Regions from separate parts of the Urocitellus parryii genome. Here region 1 is linked to region 2. Evidence: chromatin contacts called from public Hi-C data. All regions are on one chromosome and are shown on one strand. The core of a region is the stretch at or near the end of the contact, and the rest is flanking DNA. Distances in the headings are between cores, read along the strand shown.

What was found. A called contact is a pair of places that touch in the nucleus more often than the background predicts.
Region 1: a Hi-C map of liver shows a contact between it and region 2, with 6 times the contacts expected there. The contact joins the promoter of Ccdc112 here to the promoter of Fem1c in region 2. A contact is called at or near these places in 2 of 2 Hi-C or Micro-C datasets (liver and muscle).

Annotation. Positions count from the first base shown.
Region 1 is chr1:122,005,297-122,010,244 of mUroPar1.hap1, forward strand. Ccdc112 (coiled-coil domain containing 112) reads left to right here and starts at 2,926. Exons shown (of 10, transcript XM_026382291.2): 1 at 2,926-3,095. The coding sequence starts at 2,979.
Region 2 is chr1:121,786,232-121,791,764 of mUroPar1.hap1, forward strand. It overlaps Fem1c (fem-1 homolog C), which reads left to right and starts at 4,163. Exons shown (of 3, transcript XM_026415482.2): 1 at 4,163-4,478; 2 at 5,351-5,533.

The sequences.
Region 1 (4,948 bases), core at 1,676-4,175, 220 kb after region 2:
CTACCCTCCTTATTGTATATTAGCATCTGCATACCAGAGACATTCGGCCTTTGGTTTAGGGGGAACGTTGGCTTATTTCACTTAGTATGATAGTCTCCAGTTCCATCCATTTACTGGCAAATGCCATAATTTCATTCTTCTTTATGGCTGAGTAATATTTCATTGTTTATATATACCACATTGTCTTTAGCCACTCATCTATTGAAGAGTACCTAGGTTGGTTCCATAGTTTAGCTATTGTGGATTGAGCTACTATAAACATTCATGTGGCTGCGTCATGGTAGTATGCTGATTTTAAGTCCTTTGGGTGTATAACGAGAGTGAAATAACTGAATCAAATGATGGTTCCATTCCAAGTTTTCTGAGGAATCTCCACACTGCTTTCCATAGTGGTTGGACTAATTTGCAGTTCCACCAGCAATATGTGAGTGTACCTTTTTTTCCCAGATCCTCGCCAACATTCTTATATTCTTTTTTTTATTTTTTATTTTCAGTTGTAGATGGACATAATACCTTTATTTTATTTATTTTATACATGGTGATGAGGATTGAACCTAGTGACTCAAACGTGCTAGGCTAGTGCTTTACCACTGGGCCACAATCCCAGCCCCTGCTACTTATATCCTTGATAATTGCCATTTTTATTGGAGTGAGATGGAATCTCAGTTTTTGTTTGGTTTGATACTGGGGATTGAACCCAGAGACACTGTACCACTGAGTGAGCTGCATCCCCCCTACCCAGCACTTTTTTTTTTTTGTAATTGTAGGTGGACAGTCTGCCTTTATTATATTCGTTTATTTTTATGAGGTGCTAAGGATCTAATCCAGGCAAGTGCTCTGCCACTGAGCTACAGCCCCAGCTCCTCAGTGTAATTTTAATTTGCATTTCTCTAATTGAGAGAGGTTGAACTTTTTTTTCCCATATATTTATTGACCGTATTTCTTCTTCTGTGAAGTATCTGTCCAGTCCTCTTTTCCATTTATTGATTGGGTTATTTGTTTTGGGGGTGTTAATTTTTTTTAGTTCTTTGTACATTCTGAAGATTAATGCTGCACCTGGGTGCAGGTGGCAAAGATTTTCTCCCATTTTGTAGGCTCTCTCTTTATATTCTTGATTATTTCCTTTGCTGTGAAGAAGCTTTTTAGTTTAATACCATTCCATTTATTGATTCTTGACTTTACTTCTTCTGCTTTAGGAATATTGTTAGGGAAGTCAGTTCCTAAGCAGGCATGATGAAGAGTTGGGCCTACATTTTCTTCTAGTAGGCACAGCGTTTCTGGTCAAATGCCTAGGTCTTTGATCCACTTGGTGTTGAATTTTGTGCAGGGCAAAAGACAGGGGTTTAATTCAATTTTGTTATGAATGGATTTCCAGTTTTCCCAGCACCATTTGTTGAAGAGGTTATTTTTTTCTCCAATGTATGTTGATAGTGCCTTTGTCTAGCATGAGATAACTGTGTTTAGGTGGGTTTGTCTCCTATAACCTAATTTCTCTGATCCCCTATACCTCAAATCCATCAAAATAGTTGTCAATACACAACATTTCTACCACCTCTCCTCCACTATTTCCTCAACCCACTCAGCCAGGCCTTGGTCCTCATCACCCAGTGGGCCCTGCTCTTGGCACGCAGAACAATGGCCTCTTTATTGCCAACCCCATCTCTCATTTCTCTGTTCTCTTCTCATTCAGTCTCCCGATAGGAGACCACACAGTTGACCCTTCTCTCCTTGAAACACTTTCTTCCAGAGACTGGTTTCCTTCCTCCTCACAGGCTTCTTCTAGGTCTTCTCCTCCAGCCTGTCAACATCTACACTAGATGGCCCTAGATTCCGTTATCAGATTTTAGTTTATATACACCTTGGAGTACTCTCTATCTTATTTTAAGTATCTCCTATATGAAGATGAAGGCCAAATTCATATCTGGCTTTAGTCTCTCTCCTGGGATCCAGAAGTATCTATATAACTGCACTATAATGTTTATACAAGGGTTCTCTGGAGTCAGGCTAACTTCCTCCTGTGTGGTCTTGATTATTCACTTATTTGTGAAAAAGATATCAACATTACATAACTAGGTTATTTGTGAGGATTAAATGGGAAAGCACTTGAAGCATTTATAATAGGTTGGCCCAAAATAATTGCTTAGCAAAGACCCAATTTGTTTACTTGTTTAAATTTTTTCCTAGAAGTCATGACAGAAGAAATCTTGTATGTGTCATTGAGGGATGAATTCCCAAGGCCTGGAACGATTTATCAATGGATTCATTTAAACCAGGAAAAGGTAGAACCTATAGAAACTAGATGCACTGCCACAGGTTGCCTTAATTGAAGGAGTCATTCAGGACTTTTTTTTTTTCAGTACAGTGTCTTTGGAATCTCTTTTCATTGACCAACTCCGAGAAATGCAACTATAGCATTTCTGCCTCTGATATCTTCTCTGAGATTTTTTTCTTAGAAAATGTAAAATATATTGCTAGAACCCATCTGCAGTGTTTTTTCATTTGCATTCATTTTCATCAGCATTTATTGTAGTAGAAAACTAAAAAGCAGCTTTGCCTTGTGAAAAAAATATATATTGGGCATGGCATGAATAAAATTCAAGGAATACAATGCAATACAATATACTTTCTTGGCAGGTATAGGGTTGAACGGGCACTGCCAGATACCAGCATCTGAAAAGGTTATACAAACCGCAAGAGGGCAGAACGATCCCGCCCCCACAGTATACTACACTCTGGCCCCACCTCTCCACGGTCCCCGCCCTTCACCCCGCCCCTTCTACCATAAACCACGCCCACACTCCCGCCCCACACCTCGGCCCCGCCCTACATCGCTGCTCCGCCCCGCATCTCGCTCCACCCTGCCCCGGGCCCTGCCCAGCGCCTCGGCCCCGTACAGAATTCCGCCCATCCCAGTGGCTGCTCTAGGAAAAGTCTGCGGAGACTAGAACCCCCAGGCCCCAGCAGCTCCGGGAGGAAACATGGCCGCCCTGACTACGGTCGTGGCGGCTGCGGCGGCCACCGCGGTAGCTGGGGCGGTTGCGGGGGCGGGCGCGGCCACCGGGACCAGCGTGGGAGCGGCGCCCGCGCCGCAACAGGTAAATTGAGGACGGCTGGAAGCCGCTCTGGTGGCGGGCGTGGGGCTCGGGGATGTAGGCCCCGGGGGCGGACCACGTCTCTGGCCCCGGCAGAACAGGTGTCCTCTGCAGCGCCACCCGGGAGGTGCCGTGTTCACGTCCCTTGGTGGAGGCCTGGTACGCCCGGCGGCGTTGCTCTTTGTTGTTATGGGCGTCTAACAGCCTTTGTAAGCCGCCTCCCTGCAGTTTTGAAGTCGAGGAACACCGGGTTGGAAGCCCTGGGCTTTGCCGCTTCCTAGTTGTATGATAGGAAAATGTCTGGGCTGCTCAGTTTTCTCTCTAAAAATGGGTACTAATAAATAATACGCTTCTCCCTGAGCTGTGGGCATTCTGTCTGGGGAGACCCTGACATGAAGCTTGGTTGGAGGGAGACTCGGCATCCAGTAATCATCGCCAGCTCTTACTGTGCAGGTGCCAGGAACACAAAAGAGGAATAAAATGTGGGAGGATAAGAGGCAGAGGTGTTTCCTAGAATGGGCTTAAGGACCATTTTCTCCACAGCGAAAGACAACCGTACCTTTCAATTGCCATCAGCTTAACGAGACTGTTCCTTATCCCTCTAAACTAGATATCGCCCTTATACCCACTACACCCAACGTTCTTTCCCGGTTTTATGTTTTTCTCCGTAGCACTAATTACCATATGATATATATTTTTTCATTCTCTACCCCCCCCAGCCTCCTTGAGAATGTAAGCTCCATGAAGGCAGAAATTTTTGAAATCACTATTATATTCCCAGCACCTAAAACGTGCTCACTTTATAGTGCCTAGGACATAGTAGGCGCTTCCCAAATATTTGTAGATCAGTGCAAACCTGGAGGAAAGCTGTTGTGAACTGAGGACAGGGTGTCTTTTCAGCTTTGCAATTCAGGAAATCCACCTCAGGCAAATTTTCTCCCAAGTTCTATGTGATTCTATTCTAACTCCGGATCAAGTGCATCAGGAAAAATATAAAAATGCAAAATAGAGCAAATGTTTTTAAATATGGACTAAAACATGTATGGTCCTGTTAGTTTGTCTATGTTGCTGGCTTTCTCCATGAAAACTTTTCAGTTCAATGTGATTTGTTCTCTAAATTCTCATAGCTTGTTTTACCTCCTGATTTACATTTTTTACAAGCTATCTAATATCGTTATTGACAAAGCCCGTGAGTCTACTATAGTGATTCTCAGAGGTGGTGTTTGCCCCAGGGACTACATCAGAATCATATAACCCATAGAGTTATTTTAAACAAACATTATATTAGTTCTCAGAGAGCACTTAGCAATTTTTGGAGACTTAGTTGTGACAAAAGGGAAGAAGTTTTGAGGTGCTGCTAACATATAATAGGTAGAGGCCAGAAGACATCCTCCCCCCAACAGTTATCTGGTTCAAAATGTTAGTAGTACTGAGGTTGAAAAACCTTGCTTTATAAACATTTCCACCACTTTATTAGGGAAGGCATAGTTTCATAACTGAGAATCATAGCAGGAATGTAGAAATCGTCAAGTGTGTTTGGCTTAAAAAAATTAGAATCACTGCTGTACTAATTCCAAACCTGAATATTTGTCATTAATGCATATTCCTACTCACTAATACTGAAACCAACTAATGTTTCTTGAGATGTTTTTTTCTGATAATCCTATGATATTAGAAGTATCTAAAAGATATCTGAAACCTAGGGTTTCCATAACAGAGTATCACAGATTGGGTGACAAAAACAACAGAAATTAATTGTCTCACAGTTCTAGAGGCTAGAAGTCTAAGAACAAGGTGTATTAAGATTGAATTCTGGTGAGGCATCTTGTCCTAACTTGTAGACAACTATCTTCCTG
Region 2 (5,533 bases), core at 2,913-5,412:
TTCTACTAATTACAGGAAATTACATTAAAAAAATCAAAGGGTGAACAGGCAATTTTTGGAAACTTTGTCATACCATTTTATACATGTGAAACTAGCCAGAATTTTAAAACACACATTAAACTGCGTAAGGTTTTGGTAAAGCTGACACTCTTTTGTTCGTGATAAGCCAGACTGGTCTAACTCTCCAGGAAGCAGTATGAAAAAAAAATATTACACACACACACACACACACACACACATACGTACAAATATAGATTTTTATATATATGTAATATATATGAACATTTTGTTCATGATCAAAAAGTACATGTGGGGCTGGAGATGTGGCTCAGTGGTAGCGCGCTCGCCTGGCATGCGTGCGGCCCGGGTTCGATCCTCAGCACCACATACCAACAAAGATGTTGTGTCCGCCGAGAACTAAAAAATAAATATTAAAAAAAATTCTCTCTCTCTCTCTCTCTCTCTCTCTCTCTCTCTCTCTCTCTCTCCTCTCTCACTCTCTCTTTAAAAAAAAAATGAAAAAAAAAAAAAAGTACATGTGTAATTCAGTTCTTGGAAACTTATCCCAAGGCTAAGTGTGAGAAGAAGAAAAACATTTAGATACTTGAATATGTTTATTTTAGTAATAAGATTGTCCACTCTTTGCTGATCCAATTCCTCCTCCCAATTACCTTCTCAGGGATGGGGTAGTGTCTCCTCTGGATGTAGAGTCATGGTATAGGGAAGAGGTGGATATTTAGAAACCCAGTGAAAGGACTTTCAGAATAAAAGTAAAAGAAAATTTAGTTAAGTTTCTCTGTAAGTAAAAAAATAATAATAATAAAATTTTAAAAAATGTGAAGAACAAACATTGCCACAATCTTTGGAAAAGGAAACAACTTCCAAAGATGGTTGATAAATAAATCAGAGGTCTTCAAATATTTCTGTCCACACATACAACAGCTACCTTCTTGCATATTCTCTACTGACATCTAAATAAATTTAATTCTAAGTTTAAGTAGTTGCAAATGGTGCTATTTCCCACATATTGTAAAAATTAAAAATTTAAAAGCAAAACAATTGTACTTATAAATGAGTCTAAATCATAGTAATTATGCTTTTCATCAACCATTTAAAAATATATGAGCAAACTTATAGGATAGTTTACAGAATTTATTTTTCTCTTTATGCCCATAATTCTTTTTCATCTTTCCATCCCTTAGGAGTAAATCCTAATTAATGTATCTTTATTTTTAATTTTTTTTTATCACTCACAGTATTGTATCTCTGCAGTGAAAACACGTTTAAAATTTTTAAATTTTCTATGATGTAAGAATATAAGTACTTAAATATTTTCTTCTAGACTGAGGCATCATTACACTTATTATAATAATCAAGTATCCAGAATAATACAAAATATATTACAAATTTTTATAATTAAAAAAAATTTTTTAGCTGTAGATGGACACAATACTTTTATTTTTATTTTTTTTATTTTTATGTGGTGCCGGAGATCAAACCCAGTGCTTCACACACATGCTAGGCAAGCGCTGTACCACTGAGCCTCTGACCCTGGCCCCATAAATTTTATAATTATTAAATATGATTTTTTTACAATTAGTGCAGGCATTTATGGTTAAATACTACTTCTTACTAGAATGAAACAGTTCAGCATCAATGCTCTCTTAATTTTTCATGTTTATAAATTCTGAGAAAGTGTTTTCACATTAATAAATAAGTCTAGGACTGGGGTTGTAGCTCAGTGGCTGAGCGCTTGCCTAGCATGTGTGAGGCAATGGATTCGATCCTCAGCACCACATAAAACTAATAAAATAAAAGTATTTGTTCATCTATAACTTAAAAGAAAAAAAAAGAAAAAAGTCTATAAGGATTTCTGTTTGTATATCAATGTCACTCAATTCTTTGAACTCTTCCACTTTACACTTAGTGATCATTAGGTCATACTCTGTTGAAAGCAGTTATTTCAAAGCATCTGACTTGCAAGAGAATTTGTAACCCTATTCGAAGTATATAATTTCTCAATACAGCTCAGTATTTTAAATCCATAAAGAACTGGCAAAGATTCCCTGAAGTCTTCACATCACAGAGTGGCACATCATTTTGAGACTCTTTATGAGTGAAAGCTTTTCTTTTTGTAAATCGAGAAAGACACAGCTGTTGTGAAAGAGTTGGGAAATGAATCAACAAATTACCTTCGACTTACCAGCAATGGATTTTAGAAAAGAATATTAGGAGTTTAAGTTGGAGATTAGAAAATATATTCATCTATCCCTTGAAAATCCAATGGAGGATACAATTTATATTGAAGACCAACAATATAAATTTTTACATCATCTTACAGAATTAGATGAAAGAGAGACGTCCACTCAGGTTAGGCTTCCATTGGGACACCACACCTGGGAGCTATTGAAAGAAAAGTGAGAAAGCAAGAGATGGACGAGGGAGAAATGAAGGAAGAAGAACAGGCAGAGATCCACAGAAGTTTGTCAAAGCTGACAGATAAAGGCCATCTCTCTATAGAGAGGAGAGAGGGCCCTGAGATGTTCAGGTGTTCAGCTTTTGCAGGGTAGGGGTTTGCAGTTGTGGTTGTGGTATTATGGGATAGGCTCAGGGGTGCTTGCCTCAGAGCTAGGCAGGTGGGGAATAGCATGGGATTGGCTTAGGCTGATGGCACCATGCGGCTTTTGGAGCCAAAGAGTCCTGTCCTTCCAGGATTGGCTTAGGGTTATGATACCATGGGGTAGGTCACTAATGGGGATGAGGGGAGTTCAGGAAAGAGGAAGTACAGGAAAGTGAAACTTACCTCATAAGGTGGTGGTTAACATTTAAGATGGCTGCTCCAATGTTAAATCAATACCCTACAGCTATACCCTAGGAATATAGAACTGTCACCTGTATGATGGGGATAAAACAGCTAGTCCTCTTGGTGGTTTAATTTCATTAGGTGGTTGATCTCATCCTTTATACTATATTCTTTCATGTTTTCTTCTTAGTGGTAGTAACCTCAACTTCAGTTTGGACAATTTGATGCTGAGTGTATATAATGGCTAATATTTCCTAAGGGAAATATTGTGCTTCACTAAAAACTCACTACTGTGGTAAGATCATTAAAACATGAGAAATGTTTAGTGTGCCAAGGTTAAAAAGCAAAATACATATCTGTATGAAAATCATGATTCAACTATGTAAAACTACATAAATTCCTAGATAATACTATAATATACAAAAATGGAGTTGTGATTTTTAAAGTAAAATGTGTTTAGTGTTGCATGGCTTCTAACATAAAGATGATCATATTGATGATGCTGAAGGTCTGTCTACTCTAATATTCTTTTTCCCAGTGGTACTACGGAACGTTGTGAATTTAAATCCCACCAAATAGTGTTCAAGAAATTGAAGGTCCGTTTTCAAAAATGGTTTTCTCATGATACATTGTGGGTTGTTATTCCCCTAACACATTTCAATTCTTCTTCATCCTTGTTTAATACCGTACATTCGAGGTCTTAACGTCACGAATTCCAGTTTATTTCCTGCTGTATTAAGTAGTAATTTCTTTCATCAGTGTACACTTTTTACCTTTCATTTCATAGTTTTATTATTTAGAATTTAAGGACTAGACCTTGTTGAATTGATACTGCTCTTAGGTTTTACGATTCCTTATAGTCTTTATATTTTTCAGAGACCATATTTTAAAAAAAAATCAGTCATGTTTGGTAGCTTTCAAAGCTAATCTCATTTTCTGAAATTTGTCTTGAGTGTTTTGACGTGTAATTATGAGCTGCGTTTATTCAGGGACCACCAAAAGAAAGCAGAGAAGAGACGACCCTGAGAGTGCTCAGATGAGTAGGAAAGTATAACTGGATGCTACTTCTCCCAGCGCCCTGAGACCACGCCCAGCATCCCCAAAGCCAGCGTAGGGAAAAGCAGAGAGGTGGAGTAAGAAATGGGAGCACGCGATATTTCCACTGTTTCTCCGTCTACCTCGGGCCGCTGCGGCGCGGCCCCGCCCCCTCACGGCGTCCCGCCCCCGGCACGCAGACACGTTCTTCGCAGAGCTCAAGGTCCCTCCCCCTCCCACGGCGCCCCGCCCCAGCCACGGCGCCCCGCCCCGCCCCTAGGCGGTTGCTCGCGGCGGCCGCCGCCCTCCCCCGGCCCAATGGCGCGGCTGCCGCGTCAGTGATGTGAAGCTTTGCTCTGGCTTGTCCGGCCCCCGGCCCGCAGCCCATTACACCATCCGCCGCGGCAGCCGCTGCAGCCGCTACAGCCCTAGCAGGCTGGGAGGGCGGGAGGCAGCTCGGCGGGGCGGGGCGAGCAGCGCGGCCGGATTCATTCCTCTGGGGCGCGGGGCATGGAGGAACTGTGCGGCCGCAGGCGGAGCAGGGCGGCCCGGGCGGCGGCGGGGACAACGGTTTCCATTTGAAGGGGGCGGCCCGAGCCCGAGCGGCCAGTGGCAGCTGGAAGGACTAGCCCCCGGGCAGGTAGTGGCGGCGGCGGCGGCGGCGGCCTGCCAGGGCCCGGGCCGCGGCCTCAGCGCCCGCTGGGAGGCCTGGGCGGGAAGGAGGGCGGCCCCGGGAGCGGCAGGCAGGCGGCAGGCTGGAGGCCACGGGGTAGTCAGACCCCGGGAGGGTGTCGTGATCGATCGCGTAGTTTAGGGAAGAGTTCTCGGTGTCTGGAAAAGGTACTGCGCGGGTTATCTAGGGGCGATTGTGGTTTGGGGAACTCGCAGATCTTTGAAGGGGGGGGGCTACGCAAAATGAGGCGGGCGAACTTAATGGCTAAAACGCAGCCGGATTTCCTGAGACCGTCGAGTTTTAAAGGAAAGAAAACCTTGGAGTGAGGGCTTTGGTGTTAGCTGCCCAACGACTGGTGTGCCCGACCTTTTTGTTCCTTTTCGAAACCCATCCCAACCACAATGAGGCCTTCCAGCCTGGTGCCCTTGGCCCCCTCTCTGCAGATGCAAGCAAAAGAAACATTTCTGAACCTGTCTGTCTCCTTGTCTCGGTTGTACTTTCCTTGGGTGTGTGCAAAGCAAAACTAGAACAAAGCTTGGCTGGTGAGAACTAGAGACGAAAACCAGTTGCCTGTAGTATTTAAATTTTCCGCACACAGAAGAGAGAGGGCCTCCCACCAAAACATTTGGGTCTCCTGTGAACCCTTTTGTATTTTCCTTTCCCACGTGTGTGTGTGTGTATATGTCTGTATGGGGAGGGGGGCGGACTAGCCTCTAACGTACGGCTCACACCCCCACCCTCCGTTTCTTCCCACACTGGTTAGAAATTAAGAAAATCTAGTGTTTTTCCCTTTACCTATGGAAAATTCAAAACTGCTACTTTTTTTTTTCTTTCTCTAGTTTGGTGCTCTGGTTATCAGATGTTGGAAGGCAATAGGACAAAACATACTCTCCGTGGGTTTATATCCGTTCTGGGGTGCAGTGACTAACATTGAACTTTGGTTCCTGTAACTCTTGCCTGCAAGAGAGCTAAGCCGGAGCTTTGCTTTGAAGGATAAAGCACAGCCTCTCAACTGGACATAA